3 separate regions of the Hordeum vulgare genome follow, and all the other regions are linked to region 3. The links are chromatin contacts, called in public Hi-C maps. All regions are on one chromosome and are shown on one strand. Each heading gives the region's core, a stretch centred on a gene start, on an enhancer-like site or on the middle of the called end of the contact. The rest is flanking DNA. Distances are from core to core; before and after follow the strand shown. Region 1 has its middle 16 kb from the start of LOC123443137. Region 2 has its middle 110 kb from the start of LOC123443138. Region 3 has its middle 31 kb from the start of LOC123439620.

The links. Hi-C and Micro-C count contacts between places; a contact is called where the count stands out from the background.
Region 1: a Hi-C map of leaf shows a contact between it and region 3, with 7 times the contacts expected there. The contact joins two enhancer-like sites. A contact is called at or near these places in 3 of 6 Hi-C or Micro-C datasets (leaf and seedling).
Region 2: a contact with region 3 is called in a Hi-C map of leaf, with 3 times the contacts expected there. The contact joins two enhancer-like sites. A contact is called at or near these places in 2 of 6 Hi-C or Micro-C datasets (leaf and seedling).

Annotation. Positions count from the first base shown.
Region 1 is chr3H:103,956,295-103,958,994 of MorexV3_pseudomolecules_assembly, reverse strand. No RefSeq gene overlaps it. Among protein-coding and RNA genes, the nearest start is that of LOC123443137, 16 kb to the right of the region's middle. Within about 2 kb of position 1,409, at least 3 of the 3 cell types and tissues checked have open chromatin away from gene starts, as enhancers often do. A contact at or near this core is called in leaf, where this site is marked.
Region 2 is chr3H:104,648,995-104,651,694 of MorexV3_pseudomolecules_assembly, reverse strand. No RefSeq gene overlaps it. Among protein-coding and RNA genes, the nearest start is that of LOC123443138, 110 kb to the right of the region's middle. Within about 2 kb of position 1,409, at least 2 of the 3 cell types and tissues checked have open chromatin away from gene starts, as enhancers often do. A contact at or near this core is called in leaf, where this site is marked.
Region 3 is chr3H:104,243,063-104,245,762 of MorexV3_pseudomolecules_assembly, reverse strand. No RefSeq gene overlaps it. Among protein-coding and RNA genes, the nearest start is that of LOC123439620, 31 kb to the left of the region's middle. Within about 2 kb of position 1,387, at least 2 of the 3 cell types and tissues checked have open chromatin away from gene starts, as enhancers often do. A contact at or near this core is called in leaf, where this site is marked.

The sequences.
Region 1 (2,700 bases), core at 160-2,659, 290 kb after region 3:
CTCAACTCAATACATTCCCAAGAATCTGTCAATTACCTAGTTGATTAAATTAAGAGTAATGAGATCTTCGGACATTTCCACTACTAAAAGCTCAAGTTGTCCGTAACCGGGGACATGGCTAATCAATTAGTTTTACCCTTTGCAGAGGTTTGTGCACTTTTACCCACAATACTCGACCACCTCCTTTGTAGTTGTCGCCCTGCCTGGTGTTTGAGAGCTGGAAGATCGAGACATAGTCTTTCGAAAGCATTTTCCCCTAACCCACGGATAGGTCGGTACATCTACATCATCTACATCTGGTAGCCTAACCTGAAAGAGGTCATACCATTTACTCAACTAAGCCAAAGCCCATATTGTCTTGTGGCTACACACGGAAGCTTATAGACATAAATATACGTTTGATCCCTTTAAGCCTGGGTGGAGAGACCACTAATGTGCACTCCCATGGATTCCCATGAATGCTCCCAGTGTACTTGGACACCATACAAACCAATTTTCACCAAGTTAGTTCATTAAAGTCTTGGTCCTCATTACAATTTTGTCACTCTCTATTCACGTCTACTTTGACGAAGCGTTAATAATTTAACAGGGTAGCGACAAAGTTGTACGGTACAGACCTACCTCAAATGAACTACTAGGTGCAAGCAAAGCCATCAGACATAAAATTCCTACCATGAAATCCTACCATAAAGGACTATGTGAATATAAAAACATATGTAACAACAAGTATGATCAAGATGTAGACTTGCTTTCGCACTGGGAGTAAAATTTTAGAGAATGATAGTACTTGGCTTCACACTCTGGACAATCTATCGCAAAGGTAAAACAAATACACATAAAAATACATTCATAGAACGCTAAGTAACAACCAACACAAATATTCGCAAAAGCCAAATAAAATCCAACACACATAAAGAGCATGCAATTTTTCTATAAAACCAAGGTGTGAAAATATGGTTCGAAATTCGTGATGTGCACGAGTATTCCTAAAGGGCATACTAGTAAAAGTTATCATGGATAGGAACTAATCGAGTGAAAATATTGTGGCAATGATTCATGGCATAGGATTTATCTTGGGTGACGAAGTGCAAAAATATTTGACTCAAACGGGCATACGGTTTAAGAGATATGGCCTAATAGAGTTTGAATTCAAATTTGAAATAAATTCAACTTTTAACTTGCAAAGTTTGTAAGCATAGGTTCTCTGGATAGATCTATTGAAGACGGAGAATCTGCCGCTGGTTTCATCTGGTTTGGATCTACCGTAAAAAAGTTGAGGCTATTTAAAAATTTGAAACAACTCTGTTAAAAAGGCTGCCATGACAACGTTTTTTGAAAATGCTAAAACAAGGCCGTTCGCCGCTGGAGCGCGACGTGGCCGGCCTTCGTTGTTTGTCTGTGTTCACTGCAGGCACTAAGAAGTGGACGTCCGCACTTTGGTAAAAGGAGGCGGTTCGGCTAACTAAAAGAAAACCGAATGGTTGGTTCAACTAAAAAACCTAACTTTGATCTAATACCGGTTCGATCTAAAGGAAAATAAACCAACCTACTCTACATAACATAAGAAGGAGAAGGAGGCGGCTTACAGAGGAGAGGAGCTCCCGTAAGGCAGGGAGCTCAGCTTTGGCGGGCGGCGGCTCCGACAATTGCCGGCGGCGTCGGAGAGGCGGGGAAGGTGCGGCTCGGCAAGGGCCTTCGGGTGGTGGTGACGGCGGTCGGCAGCAACGACCGGAGGGAAAGCGGCGAAGTGGTTGAGCTCCGGTGCTCCGGTGGTTCGGACATCGTTCGTATGGCGGCTCCGACGAAACCTAGGGGCCAAGAAGATGTCAGAAAGATGCGACAGGATGAGGGGGTCCGATTTTTGAAAACAAACAGGACTATGGTGGCTCATCGGCGTTGTAGTTCTCCGAAGAATAAGCTTCGGTGGGCGAAATCCAAATGGGAACGACGGCGGCTACAAGCGGCGAGAGGAGGAGCGGGGTTGCTGAATGGAACGAGGGGCTCGAGGGCCTTTATATAGGTGCGGCTAGGCGGTGCGAGGCTGCGGGATAAGCGTTATCCTGCAAGGTGAGGCCGGCAGTTTCGGGCGGGCGCGCGGCGGCTCTATGCCGTGGCCAACGGGGAAGGTTAGGGATGATGGTGCTGAGCCCCACCTGGCAGGTGCGGGAGCGAGAGAGAGATGAGGGAAAGCATGGGGAGGTGCTCGCCAGCGAGCGAGCGGGACGCTTGGCTGGCAGCATGGCTGGCTACTACTCCCTCCATTCCTAAATATATTTTTTTTTTACATATTTCATTAGGAGACTACGTATGAAGCAAAATAAGTGAATCTAAACTCTAATGTATGTCTATATACATTTATATGTAGTTTTTTAATAAAAACTTTTAAAATCTTATATTTAAAAACGAAGGAAGTAGGTCGGCCGGCGTGGTTGCCGTATGCATGCATGCGTGTGTTTTCTTTTAACATAAAGAGTTTTCAAATAAAAACATAACCAAAATACAAAAAAAATAACATAGTAATTTAGAGCACAATGAACATTTTGTTGTGCTACAATAATTTAGAAAACATTTATATAAAGGAGTTCTTAACAATAAAAAATGTATCAACCGAACTTCATAAACTCCAAGTGAAATTCTAACACATTCACAATCATTCATATTTTACAGGAAGTCGTCTTATCCCTTCTCTTTTATTTTTCT
Region 2 (2,700 bases), core at 160-2,659, 410 kb before region 3:
CCGATCTAAAGTAGTCCAATCTATCTAGAACTTTTTTCAGTAAATGGAAGAATGACAACATATACAAACCATATACGAAATAATGAATTGCTGAGAACCACCCCCCCCCCCCTCCTAAGATAAGAGTTTGGCTATCAAACATTTCCCAAATCCATGTTCCATATGTTTCTACTCAACGACAGTTAAATGTCAATTTAAACAAGATGTTTATTTTTTTAATCACATGTTTCTTAAATACAAGATCTACAAATTTAATACATTTGTTTTGATAAAAAATGAGCGACTATATCACAGGCATTTTAGTATTACACTGTCAACACATTTCAAAATACTTGATGACCCAAATTTCTTAAGGAAATATATATTTAGTATGCAATTAACAATTTTTGAAATACAAAATGATTATTTTCTAATATGATTTTTTGGTTTTTCATTTTCTATGTATTTTATTGGGCTTCTCGTTTTCTTGTTTGGTCGATTTTTATCAATTTCTTTTTGTTCAACATATGATAATTTTTTGGTACATGTTAACATTTTGAAATGCATGATTATCATTTTATGATAACTTACATTTTTAATGTTCGTCTTTTCCCATAAATATTGTATAATTTTGGTATATATCCAGTACATTTTCAATACAATCTTATATTTTTTAAATACAATATTTACATTTTATAATACCCTGTTCAACAATTGATAAGTTTTTAGAACAGATTCAACATTTTGAAATGCATGACTATCATTTTATGATAACTTTCATTTTTAATGTTTACCTTTTCCCATACATATTGTATAATTTTGGTATATATATAATACATTTTTAATACAAGTTTAATTGTTTTGAAATACAAGATTAACATTTTCATAATACCTAGTCATCGTTTTTTCTATACACATTGAACATTTTTCAAATTTTCATGAACCATCTTTTAACACATGGTAAACATTTATTTTGTAGCTATTTAATATTTTTGAAATGCGTCTTTGACATTTTTGACGTATACGTTCCAACATTTTTTCAAATGCATGATTATAATTTTTTTACAAGATGATCGATTTTTTCATACATATTTTATATTCCTTTATACATATTTTGAATATATGGAAAACATTTTCTCTTCACATATACTCCCTCTGTCCCACAATAAGTGGCGCAAATTTAATACTAAGTTAGTACAAATTTTATACTAAAACAGCGACACTTTTTTTAGGACGGAGGGAGTAAAACCAAAAGTTACAAAAATAAAGAAAAAAGAGAAAACAAAAATCGTGAATAAAAATGAGGTGACCTACGGCCTCGCGTGTACCTCTGTTAGCGCATCTTGCGCTCGTCTTCAGTCAAGGCTTCCCTATGTTTTGCTCTAAGCGAGAAACAAGGGCGGCCCCAAGACTAATCCTGGTGACACAGGGTGTTCCTATGCAGCACCTTCAGCGCCGCGAATGGGAACTGGCACTTACAGCAGTCCATTGTGGGCCGGCTCACGAAAGTGACACAGACGCGAATTCTATTCTGTAGCAAAAAAAATAACCAACAAATAGCCATTTTCCTGGAAAACGTGACTGTTTTTGGAAAAATGTGAACAAGAGTTGAAAATTCTTAGATTTTAAAAAAGTTACAAGCATGTACAAAAAAATCAAGTATTAAAAAAAGGTTCACGAAATTAAAAGAAGTTCATGTATTCAAAAAAACATGAAGTTTAACAAGTTCATGAATTTGAGAAAAGTTCATCGAAGATATAAATAAGTTCATACAATTTGAGAAAAGTTCATCGAAGTTAAAAATAAGTTCATCAATTTTTAAAAACGTTCATCACATTTGGAAAAAGTTCATCGATTTGAAAAAATGCTTCACCAAACTTGCAAAAAGTTCATCGAATTTGATAAGCAATCATCAAACTTGAAAAAAGTTCACTGAATTTGAAAACATTTCACCAAATTATAAAAAAAATATCATCAAACTAGAAAATAGTTCATCATTTAAAAAAAAATCATCAAATCGGAAAATAGTTCATCATTTTTTTAAATCATCGAATCTGAAAATAATTCATTGAATTTTAAAAAAAATCATCAGATTTGAAAAAAGTTCATTGAACTTGAAAAAAAGTTAACTGGATTTGAAAAAATTTCACCAAATGATAAAAAGAGTTCATCAAATTAGAAAAAAGTTCATAATTTTTTTAAAGAAATCATCGAATCTGAAAATAGTTCATCAAATTTGAAAAAACGTTGATCAAATTTTTAAAAAAAATCATCTAACGTGAAAACTATTCAACGAAATTGAAAAATAAAAAAAATTGGAAAAAAAATCACCCAATTTGAAAATAGTTTATCAAGTTTGAAAAAACTACATCAAATGTTTAAAAATGTTCATCGAATTTGAAAAAACGTACAAAAAATTTGAAAAAAATCATCGATTTTGAAGAAAAAAAATTCATGAATTTAAAACAAAATCATCGAATGAGAAAGAAGGAGGAAAAAAAGAAAACAGAAAAAATAGAAAGAAAAAAAATGAAAAGGGAACAAATGAAAAAACCGAAGGGAAAAAGATAAACCGAAGAAAACCAGTCCTTGAAAAAACTAAATGAAAAATCACATCTAAAAAGCTTCTGGAACCTTCACAAAACTTGAACCCCCCTCCCCCTGATGGGCTAGCCCATGACCGAACGCTGCACGCGCCGGATAAAGAAAATGCACTCTAAC
Region 3 (2,700 bases), core at 138-2,637:
TAAACTATTTTTAAAAAACTCGACTTTTTTAAAATTTTAACCTTATTTCGAAAATATGAAACATGTTCTACATTTGTTGACGAATTTTGAAAACTGTACCATTTTCAGAATATGTGAACAAATTTGGAAAACAGGAGCATATATGGAAATTCCAAAATATTTTAGAATTTGTCAAAAAATGGAACATGTGAACATTTTTTGAATTTGGGAACAAAATTGGAAACATGACATTTTTGAAATATGTGAACAAATTGGAAATTGAAATAAAGTTTTGGATTGTTGAACAAATTTATGAAAAAATGAATTTTTTTTGAAATTCCATAAATTTTTTATATTTTTCAACAAAATTACGAAATAGGATCATTTGTTTAAATTTCCATATATATTTAAAATTATGAACAAAATTTATACATGTCAACATTTTTTTGAATTTACGGAAACAAATTTAACTACTAGAACCTTTTTGAAAAACAAATATTTTTTGGTTTGTGAACAATATTTGAAAATATCAACATTTTTGAATTACCAAACATCTTTTAAAATGAAATGATCCAATTTTGAAATTAGGAACATCATTTGAAAATATTAACATTTTCTGCAATGATGAAATAAAATTCTAAATTGCAAGCATTTATTGACAAACAAAAGCATTTTTCCAATTGTGAACACATTTTGAAACCCCGAGCATTTTTCAAATTGTGAACAAATTGAGAAAAGAGATCACATTTCAATTTCATGAAAAAAATAATAATAATTTGAAAATCTTTTGAATTCTGAACAAATTTTGTAACCATAAATTTTAAAATTGTGATTTTTTTTGAAACATGAACAACTTCTAAATTGATGAAAGAAATTATAAAATTGTGAATATTCTTCGAATTGTGAACAATGTTTGAAAACAGAAACATTTTTAGAATTGTGGACAAATGTTGGAACTTGAAAAAATTTCAAATTCATGATTTTTTTATAAAATTGTGAATATTTTTCATATTGAGAACAAATTTTGAAGCTGTATTTTTTTAAATTATGATAAATTCCGGATGCCGTGAACATTTTAAAATTGTGAAAAAAATATTTTTATCAAAAAATTGAACAAATTTTGAAACTGTAAACATTCATTTAAAATAAACATGAAAAAAAATAAAAAGGCAAAAATAAAAAGGATACCGACTAGGTGAGGAAAGAAAAAAGAAAGAAGAAAAGTAAAAAAAAAGGAAAACCTATTTAGGTAACTTTCAAGAAGTTTAACAAAACCAAAAAAAAAACCGGCTGGATCCTTTAGAAGGTTTCCAAAACCAGGGGCACTGAAACAGGCCGGTCCGTTGTATCGCTGCTCGATCGTTTGCATGTGCGAAGCACCAACAATTTGACGCATCGAGCAACGTATAGTTTTTTCCCTCAGATTTCGCTCATCGTCTTGAGTTTCAGAATTTCCTATGGGATGCTCACTGCATCCAATAGTCCCCCAAACGAACACGCGAGCGAGGAGATGGGCCAGCCTTTTTTAGGAGTATAGCGTAGTATTTTTCTATACGGCCTTGACAACCTTCTAGAAGGTTCTAAAACCAATATTTTCTATCATGTTCTATCATTTTACCTATCGGTTGTTATGGTTTACCTTAATTTATTTTCCATTTTCTCTACTTTTAAAAAAGCCACATTTTATTCCATAAAAATCAAATTCTTCACAAATTATTTTGACTTTTTCTAAAAAACAAAAAATTCTCGAAATTTTGAAATTTTGTTCATGTTTTCAAAAATTATTTGAATTTGAAAAAACCTTTGAATATAAACATTTGGTTACACTTTTAAAAAATGTTCAAAATTAAAAACAACTTGTTTTCCAAATTTGGTAGTGTTTTTAAAAAATGTTTGGAGTAAAAAAGTGTTCAAAAATTTGTTTTTTACAGTTTGCAAGAAATGTTCGGAAAGCTGAAAAATGGATTAAAGACTTGGTAAATTTTTTACATATATTTCATGTTTTACAAAATTGTTCACAAACTTGACTTTTTTCACGTTTTCAAAAAAGGTTCAATTTCTTCACTATTTTCTAACTGATGCCACAGTAACCATGCGTGCTACGGTTCCAGTTCTATTGGACTCGTGTTCTGCACTAAACCCTCATGCTAATAGTAATAACCAATGGGCCAGTTCAGTCGAACTGCCCTGTGTGCGACATGTCCTTATTGGACACAGCGAGTGTCTAATAAGAGCTTCAATAAATTTGTCCCAAAACAAAACAAAGAACAATTGAGTGAGGAGGACAAGATAACGAGCCTAGGCTCGCTTCGATTGGAGCACAACCAAGAGCTGAGGCCTAGCCCAAGACACGAGCTATTAATAATGAGACCAATATCATCTAAAAAGACGCGACCAATATTTTTTGAAATCACTAGTTATAGGCTATCACTTGCAAAGGTCACTCTCACCTCCTCTTTGTGATGACACGTGGCTAAATGCCTGCATGGCACTTGTCTCAGTCCTAGAGCTTTGTGCTTTTTTTCATACATTCACTTTTTCAAAATATTTTATCTTTTGAACAGTGTGTGAAAATCATGAAACGTTTTTTCACAGATGCATTTCTCGTCAAGATCTACAAAACTAAATCTCATGCTAATAGGTTTGGAGGGATCTTTTTTCTTCGGGTAATCCGGAAAAAACATAAAACACGGAAAAAATACGAAAACAGAAAAAATACAA